Linked DNA regions of Sus scrofa: regions 2 and 3 are each linked to region 1. A link is a contact called in public HiChIP or PLAC-seq data. All regions are on one chromosome and are shown on one strand. The core of a region is the stretch at or near the end of the contact, and the rest is flanking DNA. Distances in the headings are between cores, read along the strand shown.

What was found. HiChIP or PLAC-seq counts read pairs in DNA pulled down with a chosen protein or histone mark.
Region 2: a contact with region 1 is called in an H3K27ac HiChIP or PLAC-seq map of alveolar macrophages. The contact joins the promoter of TTC25 here to the promoter of DHX58 in region 1. A contact is called at or near these places in 2 of 5 promoter capture datasets (fetal liver and liver), 7 of 47 Hi-C or Micro-C datasets (embryonic fibroblasts, mesenchymal stem cells, psoas muscle and 2 more) and 1 of 2 datasets of contacts at active chromatin or transcription factors (alveolar macrophages).
Region 3: an H3K27ac HiChIP or PLAC-seq map of alveolar macrophages shows a contact between it and region 1. The contact joins the promoter of STAT5A here to the promoter of DHX58 in region 1. A contact is called at or near these places in 1 of 47 Hi-C or Micro-C datasets (skeletal muscle) and 1 of 2 datasets of contacts at active chromatin or transcription factors (alveolar macrophages).

What each region holds. Positions count from the first base shown.
Region 1 is chr12:20,645,759-20,649,735 of Sscrofa11.1, reverse strand. DHX58 (DExH-box helicase 58) reads right to left here and starts at 1,983. Exons shown (of 13, transcript NM_001199132.1): 1 at 1,743-1,983; 2 at 1,440-1,608; 3 at 1,030-1,231; 4 at 448-638. The coding sequence starts at 1,607. It overlaps KAT2A (histone acetyltransferase KAT2A), which reads right to left. Exons shown (of 18, transcript XM_013980960.2): 13 at 3,950-3,977; 14 at 3,583-3,697; 15 at 3,453-3,489; 16 at 3,299-3,362; 17 at 3,095-3,179; 18 at 2,272-2,970. The coding sequence ends at 2,777.
Region 2 is chr12:20,789,781-20,793,757 of Sscrofa11.1, reverse strand. It overlaps TTC25 (tetratricopeptide repeat protein 25), which reads left to right and starts at 2,231. Exons shown (of 12, transcript XM_021066990.1): 1 at 2,231-2,285.
Region 3 is chr12:20,497,022-20,500,998 of Sscrofa11.1, reverse strand. STAT5A (signal transducer and activator of transcription 5A) reads left to right here and starts at 2,214. Exons shown (of 19, transcript NM_214290.1): 1 at 2,214-2,258; 2 at 3,827-3,964. The coding sequence starts at 3,837. It also overlaps a transcript of STAT5B not described here.

The DNA of each region.
Region 1 (3,977 bases), core at 734-3,233:
TAACTAGCTCTGAAAAGAATAAAATTGGATGATGTGAAAGAGGGCAGCGCTGCGCAGGGAAGACACTGAAGAGGTGACTTTTCAGTTGTTCCCTGAATGACAAGAAAAGAGCTAAGGAGGTAAAGTGGAGGGTAAGGGCATTCGGGGCCAAAGAAAGGGCAGGTGCAAAGGTCCTGAGATGAGAACCAGTTGGATATGCTCAAGATACAGAGAGAAGGCGGGAGGAGCAGGAGGGAGGGAGGCAGGGGCTGGATCACATGGAACTTTATAAACCCGAAGAGTTGGGAGATCATTCTAAGCGCAACCAGAAGCCTTCTGAGGCTGGCGCTTAGGTGAAGAAGGAGCCCAAACCCTGGCTCAGGAGCCTGAGTAGGGCGGGTGGGCATGGGATAGGGCCAGGCAGGCCAGGGAGGTTTCTGGTGGCAGAGTTCCAGGGGCTGAGCTGACCTGCAGGATGTGGTCAATGGCGCCATCGAGTGTCGAGGCCCTGCCTGTGCCTGGGGAGGCTGTGAGCCCAAGCACCTGCGGCAGTGGCTTCGTCCTCTGGAATTTATGCTTCAGGTACTGGCTCAGGATGATGTTGTAGACGGTGTCTTTGTGTGTGTGGTGACACTCATCCACCACCAGCAGGGAGAAGACTGCAGGAAGGTGGGGGTGGGGGTGGGGTGGGGAGGTTATGACCCGTGTTTGCAAATCCCTTCCTCCCACAAGCTTTGTTTCATGTGGCCCCCAAACTCATGGGAGAATTCCTTCCTCCTTTCACTGCTTGCAGCTGGGCCCAGGGCCAGGCAGCGGCCATTTACCTCCATTTTACAGATTAGTAAACTGAGGCTCAGCTGGGGGAAAGGACTGGCCCAAGATCCTGCATTGTAGACGGGGGTTGGTTTTTAGAAGGTGTCTGCTGCGGTTTCGTGAGCGGGGATCCCTCGTCCCACGAGATGTCCCAAGGCTTTTACTAGAACAGGAGCCCTGGAGTGGGCAGGCAGGGACTTTGGGGGCACACCGTTGCCCGCGGCCCGCGGTCCTCACCGTTGAGCTCCACGTGCTCCTCCTCCTCCTCGCTGGTCAGCGCCTTCTGTAGCAGCTCAGCTGTGCAGATGAGCAGATCATGGCTCCGGGCCAGGTGGCCAAAGCCGGCTCGTGGCCCCATGTCCCCGCTCAGGGTGGTAATGGCCCAGCGTCTGTCCAGCATGCGGCTGAACTCCTCACAATGCTGGGTCACCAGGTGTACCTGGGGGTGGAGAATGAGATGGGGAGAGGAAGCTGGAGCAGGGCCAGGGGCAGGGAAGGCAGGGTGACCCCCAGGACATGGCTCTGGGCTGGAATGGGTGAAAAGACATGTGAGCTTGGAGACGGCCACAGCTGCTCTGGAGTTCTGGAAGATCCTGAGAGGCGCCTGAGGAGTTGAGACCCTGCTGGGGGGCGGGCAGGCCACTTACCCTGTTGACCAGCACAACCACCTTGGCTCCATCCACAGTCTCCAGATGCCTCTTGGCCACATAAGCAGCCGCCCTGGTCTTGCCAGCGCCCGTGGGCAGCCATATGATGATATTCCTGCCCTCCAGAGCGGGCATGATCACCTCCCACTGGTAGGGTCGCAGCTCCATTCTAGGAATGGCAGGGAGCTCAAGACCCCTGGACCCCTCCCAGCCCAGCCTCCCCTCAGCGCCTCTCCCCACTCCCTTTGCCCGGACTCCACCCCCGCCTGAGGGAGGAGAGGGCAGGGCCACGGAGGGACCTACCAGGAACCTTATCTGGGTAGGAGGGGAGGCAGAGGACTAAGGACCACACCTGCTCCCTCAGCGTCTCACTGGCCGCTCTGCGCTCTGCGGGCTTAGCCCAGATGCCGCTGGGCTTGCTGAGAAGGAAATGGAAACTGAAACTGAAGGGAGGAGCTAGCCCAGCAGAGATCAAACTAAGACTCTCCCTTCCCTGCCCCTCCGAAAAAAACTACGAGCTTCAGAAGCAGGGCAGACAGAAAGGCTGCTGCCAGCAAGATACCCTTTCTTCCCTCCCGGGTCCTGTTGGCCCCACCCCCTGGAGAGGGGTCTTCACCGCCCGGCCCCGCCCCGCCCCCGTGAGGGCCGCGGCTGTAACCGATCCCACCCACGTGACGATGCCTGGCCCAGCAGAAGCAAGCAGGGAGACGTGGGGGGCTACGGGCAGGTAGCCATCAGCCCAGGGGTGCGGGGACAGGCGTGAGCCATGCTGGCAGAACGGGCCCTGCCTGCTGAGGCTGGGGATTCCACTGATAAATAATCACACAGAGAAAAAAAAAAAAAGAACTTTATTGTTCCCTCCAAGGGATTAATGCCAAGAAATGAATGGTCCCCATGCCCCCACCCCAGGGGAAAAACAGATCAGTGCAGAATGACGCTCGGCCCCTCCAGTCCAGGTTGAACTTCCAACCCCTGAGGGCCCGTCACTCAAGCGAAAACTGGAAATCCTGCCCTTGAGGAAACAGTGACCTGGGCCAGGCCCGGGCTTCTAAGACGCCATAGCTTAGTGGGGAGACCCGGGCTGGGGGCCACCAGCCACTCTAGAGGGGCTGGGCTCCAGACCCAGAAACCCCTCCCCAAGGTCAGACACAAGGAAGGATGGGACAGAGCTGCAGGCGTGCGGTGCCCCAGGGCCCAGAAAGGCTGCAGGATCGCGGGGTGCAGGGCCCCCGCTGGAGTGTCTCACACCGAGGGGGACCTGGGTAGGGCCACCTCAGGCATCAGATCAGAGCCTGAGACGGAGACTTTACGGGTGGAGGCCACGGTCCAGAGTCAGGCTACTTGTCGATGAGCCCGCCCTCCTTGAGCTTGAAGTAGAAGAACTTCTCCAGGGCGCTGGCGCAGCGGCAGTACTCGCTGTCTGGGGGGTTGTACTCGCGGCAGTTGGCGATGACCCGCTGCAGGTCCGCCACGAAGAGCTTCCGCGTCACGTAGTACCGGCTGCGCAGCCTCTCCGTCATGGTCTTCAGGTCTGGGGCAGCAGGGGACAAGGGCGTGCCTTTCAGAGGCCACATGGCCCAGGACGGAAGGAGCCGGGACGATGCGGGGCGGCGCAGCGAAAAGGGGAGGAAGGGGTTGGACTGGAAGGTCCTCACCGATGGGGAAGCGGATGACCTCGTAGTAGTCTGGGGCCTCCGACTTCTTCACGGGCTCCATGAAGGGCCAGGCACTGGGGTGGGACTGCAAGGAGAGCCAAGCTGGGCCCGGGCCCACGGCGCCCACAACCAGCTGGTGACTGCCCCGCCCCCATCGCAAAGCCAGATATTGGCACAGGGACCCCCAAAAGGGGGTCTGCCCACCTTGATCTGAGCCAGCAGGTTTTTGAGGGTCGTGTAGAGCTGGTCCGGGTCCTTCAGCTCTTTCCTGGGGCGAGAGAGAGGCGAGAGGCGGAGTCTGAGGCTCCTGGTCCCTCCGCCCCCACTCCCTGCTCCTCTCCCTCCGCGCAGCACTCACCCTTTCTCCTTGCCCAGCGGCTTCCAGCCCGTCTCTCCTGCAAAGCAGGGGTGGGGAGAACGCCCCTAAGAATGCCTGTCCCCACCCCCAACAGTGCGCCCCCTCCCCCACCAAGACCCCCGCTGCTCACGAATGCCAGGGACGCTCTCCACAGGGATCTGCCTCACGCCCTCTTTGAAGCAGCTGAGCCCGGGGTAGACCTTCCGGATCTGGGCCTGTTTGCGTTCAATCAGCTTCTTGATGATCTGAGGGAAGGAAGAGTCTGAGGGGCCAACCCCAGCTCCGCAACCACCCTCTCGGGCCACAGTCAGGGCCCCACCACAGACTCCAACAGCCACTCCTCCTACGAGCAAGGATCGCTCCTGGGCCATCCCACTTCACACATGCACATGTGTATGTGCGGTACATGCCCATACCGGTGCTCACTCTCGCGTGCAGGTTCATGAAAAGCCCCATGGAGCGTGCACCTGTGTGAAAGCACGCACACGCGCACACACCTCCTTCTGCTTCTTGATGATGTGGGAC
Region 2 (3,977 bases), core at 982-3,481, 140 kb before region 1:
AAGCTGCTATGAATGTTCCCATATAGCTTTGATGTCTCTTGAATAAATTCCTAGGAGAAGAATGGCTGGGGAGTTCCCGTCATGGCGCAGTGGTTAACGAATCCTACTAGGAACCATGAGGTTGCGGGTTCGGTCCCTGCCCCTTGCTCAGTGGGTTAACAATCCGGCGTTGCCGTAAGCTGTGGTGTAGGTTGCAGACGCGGCTCGGATCCCACGTTGCTGTGGCTCTGGCGTAGGCGGGTGGCTACAGCTCCGATTCAACCCCTAGCCTGGGAACCTCCATATGCCGCGGGAGCGGCCCAAGAAATAGCAACAACAACAACAAAAAGACAAAAGACAAAAAAAAAAAAAAAAGAATGGCTGGGTTATAAGTTACATGTGTTTAACTTTTTAAGAAGCTACCAAACTGTTTCCCAAAGTGGTTATATCCCTTTATATTCTCATCAGCAGTAAACGAGAGTTTCAATTGCTTAAGATCCTCACCAGCACCTGGTAGGGCCAGTCTTTTCCACTTTAACCATTTCAGTATGTGTGTAGTAGCATCTCACTGTGGTCTTTTTTTTTTTTTTTTCCAGCACTGCACCTCCTGCATATGCAAGTTCCCAGGCTAGGGGTCATATCACAGCTGTAGCAGCCAGCCTATACCAGAGCCATAGCAACACCAGATCTGAGCCACATCTGCGATCTACACCACAGATCCCGGCAATGCCAGATCCTTGACCCACTGAGCAAGACCAGGGATCGAACCCAAGTCCTCATGGATACTAGTCAGATTCATTGTCGCTGAGCCACGACGGGAATTCCTCACTGTGGTCCCTAATTTGTGTTTTCCTAATGACTAATGACATTGAACATCTTTTCATGTGCTAATTGACTTTCCTTTATCTTCTTTGATGAAATAACTATTAAAATCTTTTGGTCATTTTGTATTTATCTGTCTTATTACGGAGTTATAAAAGCTCTTCATGTAGTGTGGATACAAGTTCTTTGACAGGTAGATGTTTTGCAGATATTTTATCCCAGCCTGTGGCCAGTCTTGATTTTCTTTCTTTTTTGTCTTTTCTAGTCGAATTCATTAACCACTGAGCCATGACAAGAACTCCCTTTTGATTTTCTTAGCAGTGCCTTTTAGAAGAATAAAGGATTTTCATTTCGATGACATCCAACTTATTTTTTCAAAAAAATTTAAAAAAAAAGGAGTTCCCAGAATTTCCGTCGTGGCACAGTGGAAGTGAACCCCACTAGGAACCATAAAGTTGCAGATTCTATCCCTGGCCTCTCTCAGTGGGTTATGGATCTGGCAATGCCATGGGCTGTGGTGAAGGTCGTAGACGCAGATCCAATCCTGCGTTGCTGTGGCTATAGCTAGGCCGGCAGCTGTAGCTCCAACTGAACCTCTAGCCTGGGAACCTCCACATGCGCCCCGCCCCCCAAAAAAAAGCAAAAAAAAAAAAAAAGGAATTCCCATTGACCGGTTGGTTTGGATCCTGTGTTGCCAGGAACTTCCAAATGTGGCAGGTGCAGCCAAGAAAAAATAAATGAAAGTAATGAAGTACTTCGACCCCTAGCCTGGGAACTTTCATATGCCACAGGTGTGGCCCTAAAAAGACAAAAAAAAAAGTAAGTAAATGTAGTAAACCTAGTTCACCTTTGGCGGGGGGGCTGGCAGGGAGAGTGGGGGAATGGGCAAGGATGTCAGCTAAGGACTTAATGAAGTGTGAGCCTGCCACTAGCAGGGGCTCACTAAATGTGTTAAATTGAAGGTTGAACCCAGCGTTCTCACGTGACCTTATGCAAATCATCACATCCCAAAGGTTTTATCTTCACATTCACGTTGCAGACGCAAATTTTAAGGCTTAGAGCCCTTACGTGCCCAGCACAGGGTCACACAGTTAATGAGTGTAACTCAGCCCAAGTAATCAGACTCCAAAATCCGTGCTCTCTCCTGATAGTGGTACATGTGCAGCGATCTTTGCCACATATGCCTTATCCCTCTTTGGAATTCTGCCTCCAACCTTCTTACTGTTTTCCTGGCTGTCAACTCTGAAAGCATTGCAACTGGAAGAACTCGCAGAAGTTACTAACAGCCAACACTGCCAGGCGCACCCGCTTAGCAGCCCCAGGCCACGCGCTGATCACAACTAGCCCGACGCGAGTCTGCCTGGGCGCATGCGCAGGCTGGCGGCGGTTGCGCCAGGGCGCAACCTCGTACGAGAGGGCGGGGCCGGAAGTCGCCCTACGTCTCCTAGTTGCTAAGAGACAGAGCTTCCAAAAGCCAGACAGAGGTTCGCAGGCTTCTTTTCCTTCCTTTCTCCCGTTTAGCGTCTCCGAATCCCGTTTCCATGGCGGAGCAAGAAGCTAATGGCTTGCGAAGCACCTTTCCCTCTTACATGGCGGAGGGCGAGAGGCTGTATCTATGCGGGGAGTTCGCTAAAGCCGCCCATAGCTTCAGCAACGTGAGTTGGACCCTGCCACTGAGGTCCTGATGATGGCTGAACGACCGTATTGTTTCCATTATTCCATTGTTAGTGATTGATGCACTGCTATCATAGATGAGTCCTTATTTGGCCATTTTCTACCGGTTCTCATCTGCATTCTGACTGGTTGTTAATAATCATCCTCTGCATTAACAGTGACCTTGTCGCCTACTTTTTTACTCAAATGTTTCGTGATTTGCCTCATTCCCCAGGGCGGCCTCAATTTCCCATCATTGCCTGGGAGGCAACTTGCCGAAGTGAAGTCTCTGGAACATGGTTGCTTATGGAAGGTGGTCGGTCATTAACGAACATTGTAAAATGTTACTGTGGGAGTTCCCTTGTGGCACAGGGCGTTAAGGATCCAGCGCTGTCACTGCAGCAGCTGGGGTCGGTTCAGTCCCTGCCCGAAGAACTTCCACATGACCCCGGTGTTTGTGTGGGGGGGTGGGGGTGGGGGGGGCGAGTTACCCTAGAATAAATCGCTCCACGCTGTTGAGTGAAGATTGAGTGCTGTTTTAGGATACCAGCATACTGCTGAGTGGCAAGCTTATGGGGAAGGTGCTGTTACTACTCCATTTTACAGATAAGGAAAGTGTTCTAGAAGTTGAATAACATGCCCAGGATCACTGGACTTAGCAAAGGGCAGAGAAAGAACTCAAACCCAGGCACTTGACTCCAGTGCTGAGGGGCTAGCCACTTTATACTACTGTACTCTCTCCCAAGTAAGCTATGGGGCATTTTGTGATGATTTCTTTTACAATAAATGGTCTGCCTCTTATTAAAAATTGGAGTAGGAGTTCCCGTCGTGGCTTGGTGGTTAACGAATCCGACTAGGAACCATGAGGTTTCGGGTTCAATCCCTGGCCTTGCTTAGTGGGTTAAGGGTCCAGCGTTGCTGTGAGCTGTGGTGTAGGTTGCAGATGCCGCTCGGATCCTGAGTTGCTGTGGTTCTGGCGTAGGTCTGTAGCTATAGCTCTGATTTGACCCCTAGCCTGTGAACCTCTGCAGTAGCAGCCCAAGAAATGGCAAAAAAAGACAAACAAACAAATGAAAAAAAAATTGGAATAGTGGGATAGTCCTCTAACCTGCCTCAAGATTTCCTTTAAAGTCAAGCTTCTCAACTGCTACCTAGAGTCTTTTGTCCCTTTGATCACCAACCACACCCTAAAACCAGAAATAATTGATCAGATGGGCCAATGAATGAGTCCAGGAGCCCTGCCCCCACCCATTCTCCTCTTTCTGGATCATGTTTCATCCAGGAGAAGCTCAGTTAGAGAGAAAAGAATACCCCTAAAGGCCTTTTCTATGAAAGAAAATAGCTACTTCCTCTTCCTGGAAGAGTAGGAAGGTTTTAGGGGTGTTTACAGTCTGATGCCTCAGGCAGGACAGTACACTGCAGACCACGGTAACAATCTCAAACAGAAGGAGGAAAGACTTGGGGAGTAGGGAAGCATTCTGCTCCCCCTTTAAGGCCAAATCATGGTTTCACTTTTCCTAGCG
Region 3 (3,977 bases), core at 965-3,464, 150 kb after region 1:
CAGACACCAGGCAGTTTCTGATCTTCCTGAATCCCATTCCCTCGACCTCAGTTTTCTCCTGTGTAGTCTGGGCCCTTAAAACCACCAGGGTGCTTTGTGGTGGGAAATAGCAGAGACCAAACCAGGGGACTGAAAGCAAAAAGAAACCCCAAATTTGACATTTCCGGGTACTTGCGTTATCAGGAGCCACGACCACAGTCACCTCTGCCCCCAACGCGACTCTGACACGCTACCCTCCTCCACTTTCTTGGTTGGCCTTTGCCCATCCTGGGAGAGCTCCAAAGCTCCTCCCCTCCCGCAGCATCTCAGAAGGAGAGCAGAAGCCCAAAGAAATGGAGAGCAAACCAGACAGAATCAAAGAGAAAACCAGGTAGAGACCTAGAGAGAAAGAATCAAAAGAAAGAGAATCAAAAGGCAAGAGGAGGAAACATGCCGTGAAGGACACGGGGATTCAGGGCCTCACAGAGACCAAACGGAGAGACATCCAGAGGTGGCCAGGGAAACAGCTGCCCACGTTGGGCGCAGGAGGGGGGGATGGGAGGGTTCCGAAGGCACTGGGGCACACCCTTTTAGGCCAATCCCTCCCGTTTTGGTCACGGGCACCCTAATACAGATTTTTCAGGACCCAGAAGGACCCACCCTCTCGCCCAGCCCAGTCTGACCCAGCCAGATGTTTGGTGGGTGGGGCTGCCAGCTGGAGCAGCAGGCCTCTACAGGCCCTGGGGAGGAGGCTGGTGAGGTAGCTTCCTGGGAGTGGGCAGGCAGGGCCCCTATTCTGGAGCTGGCACCCCCCGCCCCCGCCGACCCCAGCCTCCCCAGATGCCCAGATGGGGATGCATGGCAAGAGTAATCCTCTGCATGCCAGATGCGGCTCAGAAGACTTGGAGACCCACGGGATCTGCTCCCATTGACTGACTTCGCCACCTGCTCACAGTGACAGGCTGGAGTGCCCAGGTGCCAAGTAGGGCCCACTCACCGTGCGGCAGTGGGTTTGGATCTGCCACTGACAGTCCTCCTGACACTGGCCAAGTCAATTCCCCTCTCCAGCCTCTGTTTCCCCGTTTGTAAAATCATCTTTTCGGTTGTTTCCAGTGCTGACACTTGACTGTCATTCCAGGTGACTCCCTGGCTGTGTGTCGGACCCTCCTCTGGCCAAATCTGTTGCACAGAGGAGGGGAAGAAGGGGTGAGGGGGTAGCATGTTCCCTCATCCCTAGAGCAGGGTTTCCCCAATCCTTTTTGAACCCCTTTACCATTTCAATTTCTCTCCCCATGGTCCTACCAACTGAGACTGCGACCACACATGGAGTGTGTGTGGCGGGGGTGGATCTGCAGCTTTAAACTTCTAGTGGTCTCTGAAATAAAAGAATGAAAACGGGGAGTTCCTGTTGTGGTTCAGCGGTAATGAGCCTGACTAGTATCCATGAGGACGATCCCTGGCCCCACTCAGTTGGTTAAGGATCCGGTGTTGCCATGAGCTGTGGTGTAGGTCACAGATGCAGCTTGGATCCCGAGTTGCTGTGGCTCTGGCATAGGGTGGCAGTTACAGCTCCATTTTGCCCCCTAGCCTGGGAACTTCCATATGCCATAGGTGCAGCCCTAAAAAGCAAAAAGAAAAAGAAAAAAGAAAAGAAACTGGGGGAAGTAGTGAGTGGTGAGAAGATGGATGGGTGTGGGATGGGGGAGGGAATAGAGAGAAAAGGGCAGATCCAAGAAGGAATTAGGGAGGGAGGGAGGGAGGGAGAGGAGAATGATTCCCCCCAGGACACAAGGTCTTGGCCCAGCCAGCTGTGAGTGGGCAGCCAGGCTGGCCCCTCCCTTGATGCTGCCAATACCAGCTGCCAGGCAGAGGGGAGGCCCCAGAGGAGAGGGAAGCTGGGTAAAGGGAATGGAAGGCTTCCAGGGCCACCTTGCCCAACTCCACACGCTCCGCAGAGGGGCGCTCAGGGAGGGGGCTGTGAGCCAGGCAAGGCTCAGGGAGGGTGTTCCCTGTTGTGGCCAGGCCTAGAGGCAGTGGGGAGCTTGTGAGGAGGATTCAAGACGGCCTTCCCTGGACTTTCTGAAGATAGGACCAGCCTCAGATGTGACTGGGCTCGCGTGAACTGAGGGCCAGGATCACGCACGGATCATAGTCTGCGGATCAGGCCACGTGCCCACGGTGGGACCCCTTCCCCGCTCTGCACTCCACTTCTCATCTGCAAAATGTCAGGGGGTTGAGCATTTGACTGCCAGGGTTCGTTCTTGTTTCTACTGCAGCGGGTGAGTGCACGGTGGTGGGAGTGGTGGAAGGAGGGTGATGGGGCCCTCTGAGTGAGCTGGCTTCTCTGGAATCCCCAGTCTTTCCCCTGGCCAGGGCTTCGCCACTGAGATCACAAAAGCTGCGTCCCCAACCCACGTAAACACACACGCGTGCGCGCGCGCGCGCGCACACACACACACACACACACACACACATTAAAATTTTGAGTCTAGAGATTCAAGAGGTGACATAAGCTGGGGCTGCAGGCATCTCCAGCCGGTCCAACCCTTCCCTCCTCCCTTTTTACAGATGCGAAAACTGAGGCTGTGCTTTGGAATTTCCAGAGCCCGGGATTTCCCAGCCCTCCCACCCCCATCCTCCAGCCACCGCTTCGCCTCTTGCCCAGCACGGGCCGCGGCCGCTCCGCGGGGCCGCAAGCGAGGGCAGGCTGGGACTCCCGGGGGGACCCCGCCGTCGGGGCAGCCCCCACGCCCGGCGCCGCCCCGCCTCGCCTCGCCGCCTGAGGCCCGGGGAGCCAGCCACCGAGGGCGGAGGCAGGGAGAAAGCGACCGAGGCTGGGAGGGGTGGTAGCGAGAGCTCGCGCGCTGTGTATGGTCTATCAGAGGCAGCTGACCTTTGAGGAGGAAATCGCTGCTCTCTGCGCCTTCCTGTAGTAACAGCCGCTGCCGCCGCCGCCGCCGCCTCCGCCGCCGCCGCCAGGAGCCCGGGCCGGGAGCGAACGCCGGCCCCGCTGCCGGACGGCTCGGCGCGACCAGGTGGGTGGCCCGGCCGCGCGTCCCCGGCGGCGCGCGCCGAGAGGGGGCACTCGGCTGCTGCCCGGGCCCCCGCGCTCCGGGCCCCGGAGCCCGACAGCCGGCGGCGGCGTGCCGGGAACCGTCCCCGGGACCGAGAGGGAGTTTCGGCGCAGCGCTCAGCGCGGACGGGAGACGGGGGACGCAGAGGGAGGGAGGGGTCGAGGGTGGGCGCCGTCCCCGCCCGCATGGGCAGGGGGCGCTGTCGGACCGGCCAGAGGGAGACCGCGGGCACAGCTCAGGGGGTCGCAGCCCCAGAGAGGGAGCGTCTGCTTCCCCGGCTCTCGCCCCTTCGCGACCCCAGCCATGGGCCCGCCGTGACGGAGCCGTCCAGTGGGAACCGTCGGTGGCGTGGCCCTCACTTTGGGCCAGAATATCCCCGGTTCCCAGAAACGGGGACTCAGGAGTTCGAGGCAGGGGAGGGGGATTCTTGCAGCCTTCCCTAGAGGGCCCGTGGGCCTCCGCCGGCAAGTTTCTCTTTCAGTTTTTAAGCTGTTCCCCCCGGGGAAGCCCCGGTGGGGCGAGGGGAGAGGAAGAGGGGGAGGGCACCTGACTTTCGGGAGCCCCTCCCCAAGCCTCAGCGGGTTCCTTGCTGGAGGGAAGGGCGGCCTTCCCCTCCTCACCATCTTTCTTCCCGCACAGGAAAGCGTGTCTGTGAGAGGGGAGGGGCCTGGCCAGACCGCGGTCCAGGGGTGGGTGGGCATGGCAGGGCCAAGGCCAGGCCCAGCCCTCGCCTCTGCCAAGGAGGCGCCTCTTCAGCCCTCTGCTCACCCTAGGTGAAGGGACATGGCGGGCTGGATCCAGGCCCAGCAGCTGCAGGGAGATGCCCTACGCCAGATGCAGGTGCTGTACGGACAACACTTCCCCATCGAGGTCCGGCATTACTTAGCGCAGTGGATCGAGAGCCAGCCGTGGTAGGTGCCCCTG